Regions from separate parts of the Mus musculus genome. Here region 2 is linked to region 1. A link is a contact called in public Hi-C data. All regions are on one chromosome and are shown on one strand. The core of a region is the stretch at or near the end of the contact, and the rest is flanking DNA. Distances in the headings are between cores, read along the strand shown. Region 1 overlaps Lpp (LIM domain containing preferred translocation partner in lipoma). Region 2 overlaps Lpp (LIM domain containing preferred translocation partner in lipoma).

What was found. A called contact is a pair of places that touch in the nucleus more often than the background predicts.
Region 2: a Hi-C map of epidermal suprabasal cells shows a contact between it and region 1, with 2.3 times the contacts expected there. The contact joins two enhancer-like sites. A contact is called at or near these places in 2 of 484 Hi-C or Micro-C datasets (brown adipocytes and epidermal suprabasal cells).

The regions. Positions count from the first base shown.
Region 1 is chr16:24,779,067-24,782,618 of GRCm38.p6, forward strand. The region is part of intron 8 of Lpp (LIM domain containing preferred translocation partner in lipoma); the gene reads left to right. Among named protein-coding and RNA genes, the nearest start is that of Mir28a, 47 kb to the right of the region's middle. Within about 2 kb of position 1,670, at least 10 of the 459 cell types and tissues checked have an H3K27ac peak or open chromatin away from gene starts, as enhancers often do. A contact at or near this core is called in epidermal suprabasal cells, where this site is marked.
Region 2 is chr16:24,946,415-24,949,966 of GRCm38.p6, forward strand. The region is part of intron 10 of Lpp (LIM domain containing preferred translocation partner in lipoma); the gene reads left to right. Among named protein-coding and RNA genes, the nearest start is that of Gm52245, 6.8 kb to the left of the region's middle. Within about 2 kb of position 2,022, at least 21 of the 459 cell types and tissues checked have an H3K27ac peak or open chromatin away from gene starts, as enhancers often do. A contact at or near this core is called in epidermal suprabasal cells, where this site is marked.

The DNA.
Region 1 (3,552 bases), core at 420-2,919:
AAGCAAGCCTGTAACCCTATTAGCATACCCCTCCTGTGGGAATGGCTATCTCTACACTGAGTCATTCAAAGGAGTTATGGGCAAGACCATCCCAATCCAGGTCATCTACTTAAATGGAAAGGATGCTCTCCGTTTAAACATGAGATTTCGTATGATTTTGCTTCCCACGGTAACCTTTTTTCTGAACAGCTTACCCCAGTGATGTAGATGTATTAAAACCAAATTAGATTGGGTGAGGACCAGTACGCCAGCACAAAGAATCTGCCAACCCTTTGACAGGGGCAGGTATGTAGAGTGATAAAATGTACAAGTAAAAGGACAGAAATGTAAGTGAAAAATGTAATGTGCATATCATTGCTGTATGTTTGCCGCTCTGTCTTGCAGATCTATCTTTGGTGGGTGCATCCTTGAAGATGGTAGACTGTAACACTTTTTCTGGTTGCTTTTTTTATTTTGGTCTTGAGCATTAATTTGAAGGTTTTTGACTTTTTTTTTTTTTTTTTTTGACACTGTTTCTCTGTGTAACAGTCCTAGCTGTCCTGGCATCCTGGAACCCACTCTGTAGATCAGGCTGGCCTCCAACTCACCGAAATCTGACTGTCTCTGCCTCTCAAATATCTTGATTAAAGGTGTACACCACCATGCCTGGCCAGCGTTTAGCCTTTGGATCCCATATTTTGCATGGTTCCTCACACAGCTTACTGACTCTGTGGTGGAAATGTCAAATAAGCTTCCTAGTTTGATTAGTCTAGAAGAGAACACTACCCACTTCAACCACGATATAGCTTCAGAGGACCTACGCAAAGGCTGGATAGAAGTGCTCCATATAAAATACATGGTCATATAGTCCATAATAAAAAGCCAGTACCAGGAAACACTTAATGCTTCAGATTCAGCTCCATTTTAGATTTGAATCCATTTTCTCAGGAATTCAAGAGGCCATCCTGAAATTTTTTTAGTCATTCTTAACATTATCACTGAAGAGATAACGCTTATGTACAGTATGCTTTTTATCCCTTACTTTCCTGATTTCGTCCATGGACACTCATAGCCACTTATATGCTGGTCGTTTTCCTTATGTGGTAGATAAAAAGCAGAAGATGTGGAGCCAGCCATCAAAGATGGTGGGAAAAGAAATATGTGGAGAAATTAACTTTTGGATCATTTACATAAGAACTCCTAGGTGTGGGAGATAGGATAGACTAGAGCAGAGGCAGTAATATTCCCTTAGATTCTGCCACCTCGAGCAGTGCTTGGTGCTCCTTCCACCCAACCTATGACATACAGAGCACTGAGTCAGAAATCATCTGTGTCTGTTGTTGAAGGCATCCTAGATCCAAGTGTTCTCTCTGCTTAGGTTAGAGATTCTGAGTGAGTTGAGTCCACTGACAACTGGATGGAGAAAGAGCAAGCATGTGCCATCTCTAAGCTTGCAGGAACAGCCTCATCCCTACACTCTGAGCTATTAGGGAGGCTTGGTTTTTCGTGCTGTTTCTAGTCCATTGTACGGGCACTATAGGGGAGTGTGGTTACAGCGGTGTCAGCACTGAGCTTTGCGTTTGTCTCTAATCCCCTTTCATTGGAATTGTAGACTATAACTCTCATAAGACAGCTTGTTCTCGAGAGCTCACCAGGACGTTTGGTTCTACTCTTCCCACAAATAATGTGAGAACAGGCTTTGCCAGATTATTTTGACGTGCCCAGACAGGGTGTTCTGAACCATGTAGAGTTATGTGTACAAGCACAAGGGAAATACAGATAATTTTGTATGAGTATCAAAGAGGCTCTGTCTCTTTGCAGGGTGGGGTGAGGTTGGAAATTGCCCCAGCAAATCAGCATTCTATTTACCAGATCCAGAAGTTCTGTGTTTTGTAACTTGTTACAGTGAGAAATGAGACGATATCCTGGGGTGTGGAGAAATGATGTAGTCTTCACTTGAAATGATGAACATTCATTTCCTCATGTCTCTCAAAAGACACAATAGGTTCTTAGTAAGTGTTGAAGTGAATGCTAATTCCTGACTTGAGTTCAGAACTAAAGAGATTTCAGTGGCCAGGCTGGTGCTGGTGGGGCAGAGAGAGAAGGCAGGTGGGGGTTGGTGGGAAGAGAGGGGACACTTGTCTAGGATACAGGAAAGCTACTTCAAGTGTGGAATGGGGATTGCATAGGAAGTTGCCTTTAAGTGAAGATCCTGTTTTTGTTTAAGTGGTTGTTTGGATGGCTGGTTGGTTGTTTGCTTGGTTTGTTTGTTGGGTGGTTGGGATGGTAGATTTGTTGTGTTTTTTAGGCTCAGTATATCTTCAGAGCCACTTGTTATACCGAGGATCTGGAAGAGACTCAGAAATGAAAGCTGAATATTTTATAGTGTTAGGAATAGACTGTTATGCTGAAAATCACAGACACGCAAAGAATTTAAGTCAGACCTACCTCTGGGATACAGGTATGCCCCTTCTAACTTAAGTCGTTGGCATAGGATGACCAGCCAATGCATGTTGCCATTGGCTTTCCATGTATTTCTTATATGCTATTCTATTTTCTTCTGACATGTATTAGTCAAAATAACAGAACCCTGCCAAGGCAGGAGAAGAAACTCTGACCTCAAGGAAAGAACAGAATTGTTTTCTATACCATAATAAAGACTAATAACAGATTTTTAGAATCACACTTCCCACACATAAATTTCTGGGATTTGTGTTATTCCTGAGCAAGTAAGCTATATTGTGGTGTTCTTGAAGTATTTGCCCATACTGTTAACATTATATATACATAGGCTTCTGCTCATTACAGTTTATTCTAAATGAGTAATCTGGTGTGAGTTTTCCACAACTCAAGGATCTCCAGAGATGAGGGCATGTTTGTGGTGGGTTTGTCCCAGCAGGTGACATCTAAGGAAGTAATTAAGGGCCACATTGCTGATTTGCAGCACACAGAGCTATGCCTTTCCCTTAGATGAGAATCAGTGTGGGGATAAAGGAAGACTCTCACAGTGCAGTCGGTGTGACCTGTTTTTAAATAAACATCGTCATATTCCACAGTCAATTATCTCCAAAGTACATTGTGTTCTCTAGCCAGATAAGAGAGGGGGAGGAGAGAGAGAGGAGACACTGTCTGTTGGAAGTGGTTAAAGAAAAGGGCACATGATTTGAAGTGTACATTATTCTTTTGTCCTCTGAATAATTTTATATAATTTTGAGGAATGGAAGATTATACAGCATTCCTGTCTAATTTCGTAAATATCAAATTGTAGTCTTTGGGGAGAGAGACGAGCACAGGTGGGAAAACAAACTGAGGCATGTTGTGTTCAACACAGAGTTAATAGACCTTGAAACACCAAAGGACAAACAAGTCCTTAGTTAGCCCTACTGAATGGAAGTGGCCTAATAGTAGCAGCAGTGTAAGCATCCCATTGTATTGTGGCTTCATTATATGTTCTGTGAGACTCTGCTGTGCCAGTAGCAACATCCTTTCTTGTACGAACCCAGCAAGGGTTCCAATTCTAGGAACCATAACCATTATTTTTGTTTATACCATACAGCTCTCCCAGGAGAGTAA
Region 2 (3,552 bases), core at 772-3,271, 170 kb after region 1:
GAAACTGACAGTACATAAGTGTATCCTCTTTCTCTGTCATCTGTCAGGGGCACACTTTCCATGTAGGGAATCCCACAGAAAACAATCTATTGGCCTGGCCTCCTAACACTTCTTTGTGTTACACTGTGTAGATTGGATTGTGACCCAGGCCAACTATTACTGGCCTTTTCTTGAACTAAATTCGAAATTATAATATTCTAGATATGATTCACCCAAGGTCAGACAGTAAGTTTACATAAGAACTGATGCCCTCCAATTCCCTCTGTGATGAGTTAGTAATGCCTCCCTCTCTTGCATAACATATAAAGCTACATATTTCTTCATACAGATCATAAGATGGCTACTGGGGACCTTGAGGGCTAATAAGCATTCACCATCTGTATATGTACTGCTAAATATGCATTTAAACCAAGAGGGGTCTCACAAAGATGGCACCTAATATATGTCTCCTAGATTTTTGGTGAGGTTCCAGTAAGTGAATAGGAATAGTGTTTATTCTGAGAGACTGAAAAAGCAAGTTGAAAGGACCTTGTTCTACAAGCTTTCTATATCAATTGTTGTAGAGGACAGGCTCTAAGATGGTAGTTCTCAGCCTTCCTAATGCTGTGACCCTTTAATAAAGTTCCTCATGATGTGGTGACCCCAACCTTAAAATTATTTTCAATGGTACTTCAAAACTGCAGTTTTCCTGCAGTTATGTAGTAATGCAAATATGTGTTTTCTGATGCTCTTAGATGATCCCTCTGAATGGGTCATTGGAACCCCAAAGGGGTTGTGGCCCACAGGCTAAGAACCAATGCCCTAAGGCAATTGCAGTGATCTGTCCTTGTGGGTGACTTGACTTTATTATAGCTGTTCTCTGTGAGTGCCAGGTAGACCTGAATTTGCTTCCAATGCCCAGAACATGAATGTGTAGAGATGTAACTTAATCATGAGCACATTACATTATATTAGGATCCATCTCAGTAGACTGAAGAGAGAGAAACTCACCAGGCAAGATGAGTTGGCTCTGGAACCAAAGATGGGCCTTTGGTTGTTAGCCAGCAAAAAGTCTTGGCTCCGAATTGTATACCTGTTGGGTAATACATTGTGCTAATAGTCTAAATATCTTAAGAATGTATCTCAAAGACCCAAAGAAGCCCCTAGAAGCTGTAAGATAACAGATTTACATTATCTAAATCCAGTGAGATGGTTAGGCAGGTATCAAAAGCTGCGGTTGATTCATTCTAAATAAAGTCTGTTCTGAACAGCCTGTGATCTGATAAAGTACTTCCTTTATAGCTTCCTGTGTACAGTATGGGTAGTTTTTAAGGTTCTACAGAACCACCTCCATTGGCAAGGAGCTACCACAGGACATTCATTTCTGTGTTAAACAGGTCTGCATGTTGTCCAGAACTGCTATGTTGAAGATAGTGCATTCCTCAAAGGCAGTGTGTGATTTACCCATGATTGACAGATAGACTGGTGAAGGGCACCTCATCCTTTGTCTCTGGACTGTTGCAAGTGCTTTTCTAACAGAGCTGGGCTGCCTCTTGGAAAGCGGACTGAAGAAAAAGGCAAGTAACAGGTCGATAGCACTAGATCTCACACCCCAAGTTTACTATTGCCAGCAGTATAAACGTTCATCTGTTTAACTAAGCTAATGAGCCCTGTTTTATGTACTTTCCTCGTGGAATTATGCTCATCAAGTGAGATAGCATCCATGAGCATGTTTGTTGGCTGTGAATCAACAAATGATTGCAAATTATTATTATTAAAATAATAGCCATTTGTCAGTAAATATTTGTTGAAACTGGTCCACTTCGATGGAGGCAGCCTCTCCAGGGACCTGCTGACTGAAGGCAGGGAGGGAAGCACCCCCAGCTGGAGTTGCATCAGTAGCTCAGGGTTCCCAGTGGAACCTGCAGGACTTGCTTCAGGAATTTGTTTTTTGTTTTGTTTGGTAGGAACAAGAAGCCCCTGGAGCCAGTTATGTTGTCATCAAACTTAGTTGGTAATTAGGCTCCAAAGCAAACCTGTGGAAGAGACAAAAGTTGAAACATGAATTCCTCTTTGCAGGTGGAGGGTTGGATCCTAGAGGCAGTGTACACAGCTTGGCTATTTTTATGCTTCTGCCTGCAAGAAGGTTCAAGAGAATCTGAGAAAAGCAATTAGCGTCCCTCTGTCTGCAGGCAAAACCCGTTTGAACATGTTTCTATGCTCTTGAAGGGCTGCTAGAGCCTTGGCAGATAACTGAGGAAAGATTCCATTGAGCAAAATGTCTTCACTTACAAATCCAGCCACTCTGCACTCCACATGAGCCCCCAGTTTCTTTTCTTTTTCTTTTTCTTTTTTTTTTTTTTTTTTTTTTTTGGTCTTTTCTGTAATCATAACCCATAGAGAATTAAATGAATTCCCAGGAGCACAAGAAGATGCAGGGTGAGAGTATAACGAACCTGTTCAAGGATATCCCTGCTCTCTAACCCTTTTAATTAGACTGCTCGTATGTTTAGATTCTCCTTACTTGAAAGAGACAAGTGTGTTTTTTAAAATGTGTCTTTCAAGGACTATTTCCCATCAGTGCTAAATGTTTCCCTGTTGTACTGAAGATTTGTTTTGCTTCCTTTGGGATGAAACAATACAAGTCTTATTGGTGAAGGCAAGATGTTGTACAAACTTACATGAAATTTTTTTCATAGCCATCCATCCAGTGGTTCCTGTAGCCCCAAGTATTTGATCCCCTATAAAAGTTCCCTACACCCAGTGTGGTTCTTGGCATTCTGTGCACAGGGCCTATTCTGTTGTCAGTATGATTCATGTTTTAGTAATAGTAAATGGTAGCAACAGATAATACGATAATTATATCATCATTAAACCTAGGTTTTATCCAAGGTTTCTAGTGGTCATTTGCTTGTCTCAGGGAAAGAGAGGCTTCTCTAGTTACTGACTCCCAAAGCGAGTGACTGTGCTTGGGTTCCATTTCCCATAAGTCAGATACAACAGCCTAGTTCTTGTCATGGCTGTCAGTAAGAGGATTTGTGTAATCAGTAGAACTCTGTGCCAATAGCTCCCAAGTCACAGATGAATGGGCACCACAGTTCATAGAGTATGACAGATTCACTTATCCTTCCCAGTTTGCAGATGAGGCAACTGAGCCCCGGGAGACATGTCGAACCAAGTATCCTAGGAAGAGTTTCTGGCAAGGCTAATCCCCACCTACTTCTGAGTATTTTCTGTGCTTCCTTCTCTCATCTGAAAACAGATATACAGGTTAACAATTTATATACTGAAACTATCCCAAAGGAGGCAGAGCGAATCCAGCACTAGCTATGGTAGCTCACGAGGTCATAGCTAGTGAGGAACCAGCGTAGGATGTACCCTGCCCGTGGTAGCAGAGGTACCCCCAAAAGACGCTCTGTTAACATAAGGAAAGTCTCACCAAGATGTCAGTGGAAAAAGGACAGGCAACATGGCTGCAGGAAGGTACCCATCAGTCAGACGACTTTTAATATTCCAGCACCAGCCTTCTGCCCCATCTTTATAGCAAAGAAGGCACGCCTTTCTAATGGCCTC